2 separate regions of the Hordeum vulgare genome follow, and region 1 is linked to region 2. Evidence: chromatin contacts called from public HiChIP or PLAC-seq data. All regions are on one chromosome and are shown on one strand. The core of a region is the stretch at or near the end of the contact, and the rest is flanking DNA. Distances in the headings are between cores, read along the strand shown.

Region 1 (5,708 bases), core at 226-2,725, 160 kb after region 2:
GCGTCCCCCGCGCCCTCGCTGGGGACCTCGACAACAACATGCGCCCCGCCGTGGAAGCTCTCCGCCGCGGCGGCCTCACAGAGGCCAGCATTTCGAAGCTGCTCGTCATCCGGTTGGGCGTGCTCCTGTCGTCACCAGATCGCATCAGCGAAATATTCGATGAACTCAAGGCGATGGGCATGTCCACCTTGGACCCGCGCTTCCTCTACTGCTTCCGTGCGATGTCCGCTGTTAAGAGGGACTCATGGCTGCGGAAAATGGCATTTTTCCAGAGCTTCGGGCTGTCAGAGGGTGAGGTGCTGCAGGCTTTCAAGACGCAGCCCACCATTTTCCTTTTCACCGATGAGAGCATACAAAAGAAGGTCCGATTCCTGCTGGACGAGCTGAAGCTTGGAATAAGTGATGTAATTGCGCGGCCTGTAGTTCTAGGTTATAGCTTGGAGAAGTGCATCCTGCCGAGGTGCGCCGTGCTGAGTGTGTTGATGAGGGAGGGGAGAATTGGGAGAGATATCAAATTGCTTCAGGCATTGCTTGGCAGCTCCAGGAATTTCAAGGTCAGGTATGTGTTGAGGCATGCTGAGTATGTGCCAGATGTTGTTAAGGCATATGAGGGTAAGATCAAATTTGAAGGATTCAAGTAGGCTGGTCTTCTAGAATGATATAATTCTGGATTAGGCTTATGTTTCTAGTACCAATGTTAAAGATCAAGTCATGATCCATGATTTTAACAGTGCTTCATAGGACAATTTTGCCCTATTTGTAGCCCATGTTATGAGTATCAACTGCATTTGTAGTTGAACAACTGTCATTTTGCGTCCTGCGGCCCATTAAAATCTAGAAACACAGTAGCTGGTTTCTTGTTATCAGATTTTCTTGATCAGTTGATCTAGTTTGTTGAGCCAGTTCTTTTATCCGTTTATGCTTTTTTAGATTGATTACTCCGATAACTCTATGCACGACAAACATCACAATGGAACGTACCCTGTGTTGATCTTTACATCTTACCCTTTCCACTACTGATTTGAAGTCTCTGGTTCTTTCAAATAAATAATGTTGTCGTGTTATCTTGAGTAGAGAACTTGCATTTGTGATTTCCTCTCTCTAGATGTGGTGCTGATGTGTGCCAACAGATGTGTGTGTAGGTCTAAAGGCCATTTGCAAGTTCAACCCTGTAATGATGATGTACAAAATGGATTATGTGGGTCGGATCATGAACTTGCTATTTGGGCTAAAATATCGACATGTTCACGATAAGTAATACTCCCTCTGTATCAAAATATAAGACCTCATGGTAAGGTCTATCCTAGAGAGACAACTGTAGTGTCAAAAAATGGCTTATATTTCGATACAGAGGGGGTATTACATATGGTAAGGTATATCCTAGAGAGACCCCATACTTATGGCAAGGTCTATTCTAGAGAGAGCCCGGCTTCGGTACCCCCCCTCCCCCCCCCCCCCCCCCCCCCAAAAAAAGTAGAAGGATAGGAAGGTCATTTCCTTCAAACTTATTCGCGTACAGTATATACGTACGTCGCCACGTCGGCACCACTGACGTGGAAAACCGTCGCCTCGTCACGTCGCACCCCACGCCCCCGGGATGGAAAACCGTCGCCTCGTCACGTCGCACCCCACGCCCCTGATCCCGGTTGACTCGTCGTTCATGCTGGGCCAGCCCGTCGCTTGACCTAATTCACGTCGCCCACGGTTGACCTTGTCGCCGTCGACGCCCATGACGATCAGCCCCCGCCGCACCCTTCTCCACATCGCCGACGACAACACCGCCCCGTTCCGGACCACCACGTCGTCGCGGATCACCCCGCCGCCGGCCCGTCCACGCGTTCGCCAGTACCACCCATCTACACATCGCCGCCTATGACGCCGCCCCGTTCCCGGCAACCACTCTGCCGTCGACCCGTCCACGTTCACCGTTGTCGAACACCTGGCAATCGCCACCGACGACGTCACCCCGTTCCCGACCGCCACTCCGCCACCTCGTTCCCGATCACCAAGCCGCCGCCCCGTCAAGGATCATCCCCTGCCGCCGGAGTCATCGTAGGTTTGCGACCTAAGCTGTTGAAATAAAACCGAGTCTTATACAAAAATTTAATTGTAATTTTTTTATATCTTTGCTGATGTATAGTGCTTGACGTGTTTGAATGGAGGAGTAAACTGGTTATTCAAAGGATGAGTATGATATAGATACCGGTGATGCAACTGGTAACAGTTCTATTAATGATCATGATTATAATAGCGTCAATGAATCATGGTCTTCATATGATAATTTACCTTCGGAGGATTTTCAAAATAATGAAGATGATACATGCAGTGAAAACGTAAGTGATATATATTTAGATTTTTAAGTTTGTAAAATACAATACAATATTTATTTCATATGTGTATTTATTGTACAGGAAGATGTGGATGTTGAGAATGCGAAAAATAATAAGGATGACTTTTTCTACGATAATGTAAATCAGGTATGTTAAATCATTTTTGTACGGTAGCCAGTAGTGTGAACTAGATTATGATAGAGCATAACTCTCATGGTTTTTTATGTATTTTTTCAGAAGGACATAAATGATTGTATCGATGATGACGGTGAAGTAGAGATTGACATTGCGGAGACTGAGAAGCTGGAAAAGATGTTGGATACGCATTGTAAGGTTATGGAAATGACATTTAAATCCCAAGGGGATGCGTACATGGTTCTACAACAATCACGCAAAAGAGCGTGGGTTCGACATCATGAAAGAGAAGGTGAAACGAGGAAAAGGTCCTGCAGGAATTATAAGGTTCAGACGGTTTGTTTGCTTCAGAGCAGGAAGACGACGGAGGAAATTCATAATCATGGATGGCGCACCCGCAGGTTAATGGGGGAGACTCGTTGCGATTGCGGTGCGCACTTGGTGGTGAAACTAGATAAAGCCCGTGGAGTTTGGTTCGTCGCGGCATTTTTTGATGAGCACAACCATGACCTCGCTTGACCCGATGAGGTGCCATTTTTGTGATCACATAGACGGATAGATGATTTCCAGTAGGCGGAGATTTTAGCACTATCAGGGAAGGGGATCCGAAAGCACATCATAGTTGATAACTTTATCAGCAGATACGGTTCGTATGATAAATCCGGACTTGTGAGGCGTGATGTGTACAACCTATGTTGCAGAGAGAAAAGGAAGCTCCTTGCTAAAGGTGATGCTGACACGGCGATTGGTATAATGAGGAGTAGAAAGGAGAAAGATTCAGACTTCTTTTTTGAGTATATGCTGGATAAAGAGGGGAGATTGAAGAGCATGTTATGGTGTGACGCACAGTCTAGGCGAGACTATCAGGATTATGGAGACGTGGTTGTGTTTGATAGCACGTATAAGATGAACAGATACGGTATGCCGTTCATCCCATTCGTCGGTGTTAATAATCATCGTTGCACCACCGTGTTTGCTTGCGCCATTGTGTCCGACGAGACCGAAGGAACCTATGTGTGGCTGCTCGAGACCTTTCTGAAAGCAAATTGTCAGGTAAAACCGAAATCAGTAATCACAGATGGAGACGCTTCAATGATTCGAGCTATTCGTACTGTTCTTTCAGATATTTTCCATCGTCTTTGTTCATGGCATGTGGAGAAAAATATGCAGAGGCACCTTTATCACAAATCATTTATGGAGTTCAAATCACTGATTTATTATGCGACCTCGCGAGCCAACTTTGAGAAGAGATGGAATGCTTTCATTGTTAGGTGACAGACACCTAAAACTGAACAGTGGCTTAACAGGATGTACAGAAAGAAGACACTATGGACAGCGTCATATCTTTCAGATGGATTCTTTCTTGGTATGCGTAGCAATCAGAGAAGCGAAAGTCTGAACTCCTCCCTTCATCTCCATTTGGACTATGGTATGACTATTGTTGATCTGGTAGTACATTATGAGAATTGTATAGATCGCCTACGTGAGAACGAGGCGGAAGATGATTGCACTGCTAATCAGTCACTTCCACCATCAATTACTGCATATAAGGCTATTGAGGATCATGATGCCCTTGTTTTCACTCCAGCTAATTTTTATATTCTGCAAAAAGATCTTTTGAAGTTGGCAGAATTGGAGATATTTGAGACGCTTGTGGGAGTTCAGCGGTCTACTTATATTGTCACATGGAAGAATAATCACAAGTTGAGGTATGATGTTATATATGAACCAAGTAATTTAGATGAAACGATATCATATAGTTATGGAATGATGGTTCGAAAAGGGCTGCCTTCCAAACATATTTTCTTTGTGCTGGTGAATGTTCTTAAATTGTCTGAAATACCAAATTGTTGTGTGCTACGTCGGTTGACGAAACATGCGAGACATGGATTGCCTGCGCAGCGCAGGAGTGATCTGTTTGGCTGGGGTTGGTCAGGAGAAGAACAACGTTCTTGGTATAGTAGGCTTAGCATAAAAGACGCACAAGCTTTCCATGTTGCATCAAATGATACCTTCTTGTTCGATGATTTGATGAAGTGTCTCGATAATATAATATTACAGAGAAAGATCCCACTTGAAGAAATAATAGGCCAGAGAAGGTATAAGAGGATGATTGGAAATGCACCTGAAGAAAGTGGAGGTATTATTGGTGATCCTCCGAATATAAGGTCCAAGGGTGCACCTAAAAAACCAAGAAAGGTGGTCCAGAAATTATGAAAAATGATAGACCAAAATCTTTTAACGAAAAATATTTTGGTCCTTTGTGCAGCCTATGTCACAATCCGGGTCATAACAAGGCAACATGCAGTAAGAGGTACGTTTTACACAAATTAAGTTTTTCAAATGATGTATTTTATTGACTTTATTTTCTAAAAAATATTTTATATTTATTATGTAGGTACGAACGGTAGACATGATGCTTCATTTGTTAAAAGAAGACAATATGAGACATTTGTTATTTCAATAAAATTATGTTATACTTGAAATATTATATTTTGTGTGATGTGAAAAATGTACCGTCGCTACAGGGGCTGGGACGGCACAACGACGACTACATCAACACAGCGACGGGGCTGGCGCAGATCGTCGCTACAGGGGCTGGGACGGTACAGCGACGTAGCGACGACCAGAACAACACAGCGACGACCAGAAAAACACATATGAGACGTACAATCATGACCGTAAAATCAATACGAACTTAATTCATTGAATACCAAAAAAATTATCTTTCAAAGTATATTGTATCATTACAATTCAAATAAGTATCGAACACATCAGGAAAACCTTCTACAGGACAAAAGCCCTGCGTGTTATACAACTTAAGCTTGCGAAATAAGTCTCAATACTTTGTGCTTCACTTTCTCAAGAATGTTGTCCTCTGAAAATATAAGTTCAGCAAGAATTTTACTCCTTGATTCATTAATTTCATCCTGGTCAAATGTAGATGTCCACTTTTCTCGATCCCAATATTTGATACATCTCAGAACGAACAACCCGCAAGAAACTCTAAAAAAAGCGTTATGTTAAGTAATGATTGAATTAAGCTTATTACAATAAAAGTGTGATAGCATTTATGACTTACCCATCAGTTTGTTTTGGCATTTCATACTCCACAATGGGCCATGCAGAGGCATCAGGAAATTTATTTTCAACTTGTTTATTGGCAGCCGCAATATCTATAGCAATTTGTGCTTTCTGATAAAAATAAATTTAACGTTATCATCATACATGTTGCAACACGGT
Region 2 (5,660 bases), core at 1,454-3,953:
GAGAGGCCACGACCTCAAGTATGACATTGCAAGCCTTGACACGACCCTTATATTGGCCTTGCCAAGAGGTAGGGCAGTTCTTCCACAACAAGTGCATGCAGTATATGCTGCCAAGCATCCTTGGGAATCCCCGGCTAGCATTGGTCGCCAACAAGCGGGCTGTGTCCGCAGCAGTCGGCTCTCTCAGGTACTGATGGCCAAAGACTGCAACCACGGCCTTGCAGAATCTGTACAACGACTCTAGTAAGTAGACTCACTCATACGGACGTACTCATCGATAAGATCACCGGGTACTCCATAAGCAAACATCCAGATGGATGCAGTGCATTTCTGATAAGATGAGAAGCCAAACTTTGCAATGGCATCCTCTTTGCACTCGAAGTAGTCATCGTATCTGACCAACCCTGCTCAAATCCGGTTGAAAACATGTCTAGCCATACGAAAACTAATCCGGAATTTCTGATGTTAGAACAGCGGGTTGCTTGTGTCAAAGTAGTCCTTCCATATAAGGAAGTGGTCGCTATCTCGGTTGCGATTCAACGCCGGAACATGCCCTAAAATCGAGCCTCGAAACAACGACCGCTGCCTATTAAGGTGGTCATGGACCAACACGGCAAGCAGCATCCCCTCATCGTGGGACGAGGAATCGTCGGAGTCGCACACAACATTATGGAAAAAGAACTCGTCGACGGAGTCCATTTTGTACCTTGAAGCAAACTGTCGATGAGCTTGCATGCGTGGACGACGAAGCTGACCGAGGACGACGGATTGGGGTCGGGGAACCTGCTGTGGCCCGGGCGGCAATGCAGCCGGCGGCGTGGGTATGCGCTGGGGAGGTACGGGAGGAGGCGCCGGAACTGGGCGGCGCCGGCGACGGGGTTGGGAGGGAGACTGGGGCTAGCTGTCGGCACTGTCGGTAGGGGTGGAGGACGAGCAATGTGCCACCGACTGGCGGGCCAGGGATGGAGAAAACGCGCGTCGTCCATGTCCGTTTTGTGTCCGCGTCGATCCAAATCCAGCTCAAAATTGGGTCGGGAATGGGTCGGCACGAGAACGAAAAGCGGACGCATGTCCATTTGGACTGGCGCATTGGACCATCATTTCTGTTCGCGTGAATTCAACAGACGAAATGGATCGTCAAGTTGAAGTTACTCTTATTATCTTTGATACTCTTTCTATAAACTAATATAAGAGTGTTTAGATAACTAAAACTTGCCTTTATTTTATCTTATTTTAATGATACCTTTTCGATCAATATGAAACCGGTAACACGGGGACTTGCGGCCGATTTCCCCCCCTCTCTCTTCGCGTTGCCTCCGTAGGCGGCCGGGGAGAGCCCCAGCCCAGCGCCGGGCAACCCCACCTCCCTCCTCCCTCATCCCCTCGCCCCCGCCCCTGCGTGCTGACGGGCAAAGCCCGGTCAGCCTAGGCGGCGGCAGGCCTCCCTCTCCCTCCTGCTCAGGCGTGGCGGCGCGGGACGTCGGATCTGGGAGGCGGCGCGTCGCGGGCGCGGGTGCAGCGGCGTGACGCGGCGTGTGGGCGGTGGTGGCAGCTCGGCTCGACGGGCGCGTCGAGGCCTGAGTGGTGGGTGGCTGGCGTGCTCGTGGTGGGGGCTCTGGCCTGAATCTCGGGCCGGTGATTGCGAGGAGCGCGTCCTGGCTCTGGCGCACGGGCTGGTTGGGCGGGCGCTCTGCCTGGCCGTCTGGCTTCGCCTTGCCCACGTTGTGCGGGGGCTGGACGGAGGATGCCTTTGTTCCTGCCCGCGGGCGTGTGGTGGCGGTGGCTGGTGGTGAGGAATGGTGCCCGGCGGTCGGCTGGTGGCGGTACTCCCACCCGTGGTCATGGCGTGATGGCTTGGTGGGAGGCGTGCGTGCTAGCGGAGGTGTTGTGCGTGGGGTTGTGGTGTTGGGAGGTGCTCCGGGCGAAAGCTTGTCGGGCAAGAGCTTGTCGGACGACGGTGTCGGCGTCTGTGGATGTCGTCTCACCTTCTTGGAGGCACTGTTGAGGAGTTCTCTTCCTACAAACCCTCGGATCCAGTTCTTCAGGTGAAAACCTTAGTCCCGGTTGGGCCGGACGACGGCGGCGCCATCGTCGCTTTCTTTGGGGGTGTCGTCTTGAAGAGCTTTGGATTTTGATTGCACTCTCCAGGGGCTAGATGCTCGCAACATTGCGGTCAGCTGGGGCTCGTCCGGCAACGTGGAAGATCTGCGCGGCTTCTTGTGTGGCAACGATGGCCCCTTCAACCGGAGGAGAATTTGCTGTTGGGTTCGGGTAGTCGGTCTCGTCCGGCGTGTTCGAGGGGTTGCCGTGCCTCTCTTGTCTTCTGAAGTCGGAGCTGTTTGAGGGGGATCCTTGCGGCGACGATGACGTGAACACGGGTGGTCGGTTCCGGCGCTGGCTCAGCGCAGGTCCAGTGCTTTTCTTCCTTCAATGCTCGTCGGTTGAGTCGAAGCTATCTGGTCGTCGGCGCGTGTGGTGGACTGTTTGACGTTGTCCGACGCAGGTTTCTACGCTTGTCTGCGGTGGAGGCTACATCGGTGGTCGTCGATGGTGAAGTCGGAGTCGCCCTCGTGGAGGCGTGATGACGATGACGCCGAATTACAACCTCGACGGAGCTCTTTCCCTAGGCGGTGTGTGTGCGTTCTTGTGAAGGTTGCCAGGTCGCCATGTGTGTCCTGTTTGTGGCGGACGAATTGTGACGATTTTAGCCCGGTTTTCCAATTATTAACCGGGCAACTCTCTTCGACTTTTTTAATGAGATCGGTAACTAAGGACCGTGTTTAAAAAAAAGAAAAAAGAAACCGGTAACACGGTGGAAGGCCTATAGAGGCGACAGGCGAGAAGAGAGCGACTGTGGGTGCTGTGAAGGCATATTCCTTACGAGTCAACGGTGATTTGCTGCCGAGTCAAGCTCGACGCATCTTCCTCTCGACCGGCCAGCTGCCGCGGTCACCACCGCTGGCCCTCTGCCGAAGTGCCGATCGATGACGAGCCTTTGGAGTCTGTGGGGAGAGTGGGAGATCCGTGTGCTACTCCTCGGCAGCCTCTCCCTGCAGGTGTTCCTCCTCTTCACCGGCGGACTCCGCAAGCGCAACGTCGCGTCCTGGTTGCACTTCTTGCTCTGGCTCGCCTACCTCCTCGCCGATTCCATTGCCATCTACGCGCTGGGTTCCCTATCTCGGAGCCAGAAGCTATGCCACGCCGACGGGGACACCGACTTGCACCTCCTCGTTATGTGGGCGCCCTTCCTCATCCTCCACCTCGGCGGCCAGGACACCATCACCGCCTTCGCCATCGAGGACAACGAGCTCTGGCTCCGCCACCTCCTCAGCCTCGTCACCCAGGTCGGCCTCGCTCTGTACGTCTACTGGAAGTCCCGCCCCTCCGCCGCGGGCCTCGTTGCTCCGGCCGTCGTCATGTTCGTCTCTGGCGTCCTCAAGTATGCCCAGCGCACCTGGGCGCTCAAATCGGCCAGCATGAGCAGCCTCCGCAGCTCCATGCTCACACGCCCAGACCCAGGACCCAACTACGCGAAGTTCATGGAGGAGTACCACTCCAGCAAGGATGCCGGCTTGCGCGCCGAGATCGTCATCGTCCCCGAGCGGCTGCCCGTAGACGACGTCCACGTCCCGGAGGAGCCGATGGAGTACGAGGAGCTTGTCATCAAGGCACACATGTTCTTCCACACCTTCCGCCGCCTTTTCGTCGACCTCATCCTCAGCTTCCAGGACCGCACCGACAGCCTCGCCTTCTTCCGCCGCCTGAAGCGCGACCAGGCCTACAAGGTCGTCGAGATCGAGCTTCAGCTCATGTATGAGTCGCTCCACTCTAAGTCGCCCGTCATACACTGCCCCTCCGGCCGCTACCTCCGCGCTTTCACCCTGGCCGCGCCCATCCTGTCGCTCCTCGTCTTCTCCAAGGCCGGCAAGGGACGCTACAAGGAGGCCGACGTTGCCGTCACATACGTCCTCCTTGTTGGTGCCATTTTCTTGGAGATTTACGGCATTGTCCTGATGGCCATCTCCTCCTGGAGCTACGCTGACCTGTGTAAGTTACGCAAATGCCTCCCGGCGGCGAGGAGAGTGGTTTTCCAGGCCGTCAAGTACTTCATGCCCGAGGCGAGGCCACGGTGGTCGAACCAGATGGCCCAGTACAATCTCGTGAGCTACTGCCTCAAGGACAAGTCCACATGGTTGACGAGAGTGCTCGAGAGGCTCGAGTGGGATTACAACATCCGCGTGAAGACAGCGTGGGACAGCTTATGGTACACGAAGCACATCCGCGTGTCCCTGGTGCTCAAGCAGCTTATCTTCAAGCAGATCAAGGACAAGGCGAACAGCACGGTAGATCCAATGAGCTACCGGCGGTTCGGGGATCACCGCGGGCAGTGGATTCTGCAGCGCAAGGGGTGCTACCAGGAGCTCGGCTGGAGCGTCGATGAGGTCGAGTTCGACGAGAGCATCATCCTCTGGCACATCGCGACTGACATCTGCTTCTACGACGAGGATAACTCGGATTTTGCCCCCTCCGGCGGCGGCGGGACCGCAGAAGAGGGCGACATAAACAGCGGATCCATGTTGCCAGCGGCGAGCAGGGAAATAGCAAATTACATGCTGTTCCTGCTGGTGATGCGGCCGTTCATGCTGACGGCGAGCATTGGGCAGATCCGGTTCGGCGACACCTGCGCGGAGGCCAAGAACTTCTTCCTGCGGCTGCGGGGAGGCGAGGCACGCGCGGAGGAGCGGCAGGGCGCTAGCGCGCTGGCGGCAGTGAAGGCGGATATCGAACCGCGGAAGGTGAAGGGGGACCGGAGCAAGTCGGTGTTGTTCGACGCGTGCCGGCTAGCGGAGCAGTTGCGGGGGATGGAGATTAGGAAGCGGTGGAGGCTGGTGGCCGGGGTGTGGGTGGAGATGATGTGCTACGCGGCGGGCAAGTGCAGGGGGAACTTCCACGCCAAGCAGCTGAGCCAGGGCGGGGAGCTGCTGACCGTCCTGTGGCTGCTTATGGCGCACTTCGGCATTGGTGACCAGTACAGGGTCGAGGCCGGCCATGCCAGGGCCAAGCTCATCGTACAGAACTAGCAGTTGCCTCGCCGCCCAGCTCCCAGTTCTTCTGTTAAATTATGATCTACTGCCTCCCTCCGTTCCATAATAATAGTGGTTTTAACTTTTGATGAGTAAAGTCTGATTTAAACTCTAAGGTTGTAAAGGTGGACGTAAATGAACCTTCATCTTTAAATTCTGGAAGTTGGTACCCTGACCTCTCTGATCCCGGTCTAAATAAACCTTCGGCGTTTTTAGGAGTGGATTCGGTGACGTGGCATCGAAAGACTAGGATTACTCTCACCAATTTTTAATCTAATTGCCACAATTTTTAGAAAATGACACCTTCACCATAGAGCTGACCCCATAGGATCTCTTTTCCAGCTTCGTCGGGTACCGTGACGCCGTTTGCACTACCCATGCGAAGGAACCAGACGAAAACGATGTATAGCACATGAACGACGATGGTGATGGAAGGATTGTCGCTCCAGCCAGAACGCCCAGGCGAGCACGACCAGCTGGGCTTAGCGCCACCCATGCTTCACGTTCGCGCGTCCGCATCTATCATGCACTGCACCACACCCGACTCTAGTGGCAGCACGTAGCTCACCAACCATG

What was found. HiChIP or PLAC-seq counts read pairs in DNA pulled down with a chosen protein or histone mark.
Region 1: a contact with region 2 is called in an H3K4me3 HiChIP or PLAC-seq map of embryo, with 3 times the contacts expected there. The contact joins the promoter of LOC123412593 here to the promoter of LOC123441666 in region 2. A contact is called at or near these places in 1 of 6 Hi-C or Micro-C datasets (leaf) and 1 of 1 datasets of contacts at active chromatin or transcription factors (embryo).

Annotation. Positions count from the first base shown.
Region 1 is chr1H:417,794,411-417,800,118 of MorexV3_pseudomolecules_assembly, forward strand. LOC123412593 reads left to right here and starts at 1,476. Exons shown (of 4, transcript XM_045105547.1): 1 at 1,476-2,333; 2 at 2,412-2,477; 3 at 2,568-4,779; 4 at 4,864-4,951. The coding sequence starts at 3,774. The coding sequence ends at 4,682. LOC123412583 reads left to right here. Exons shown (of 1, transcript XM_045105536.1): 1 at 1-863. The coding sequence ends at 641.
Region 2 is chr1H:417,629,858-417,635,517 of MorexV3_pseudomolecules_assembly, forward strand. It overlaps LOC123441666, which reads left to right and starts at 2,704. Exons shown (of 1, transcript XM_045117979.1): 1 at 2,704-5,253. The coding sequence starts at 2,985. The coding sequence ends at 5,081.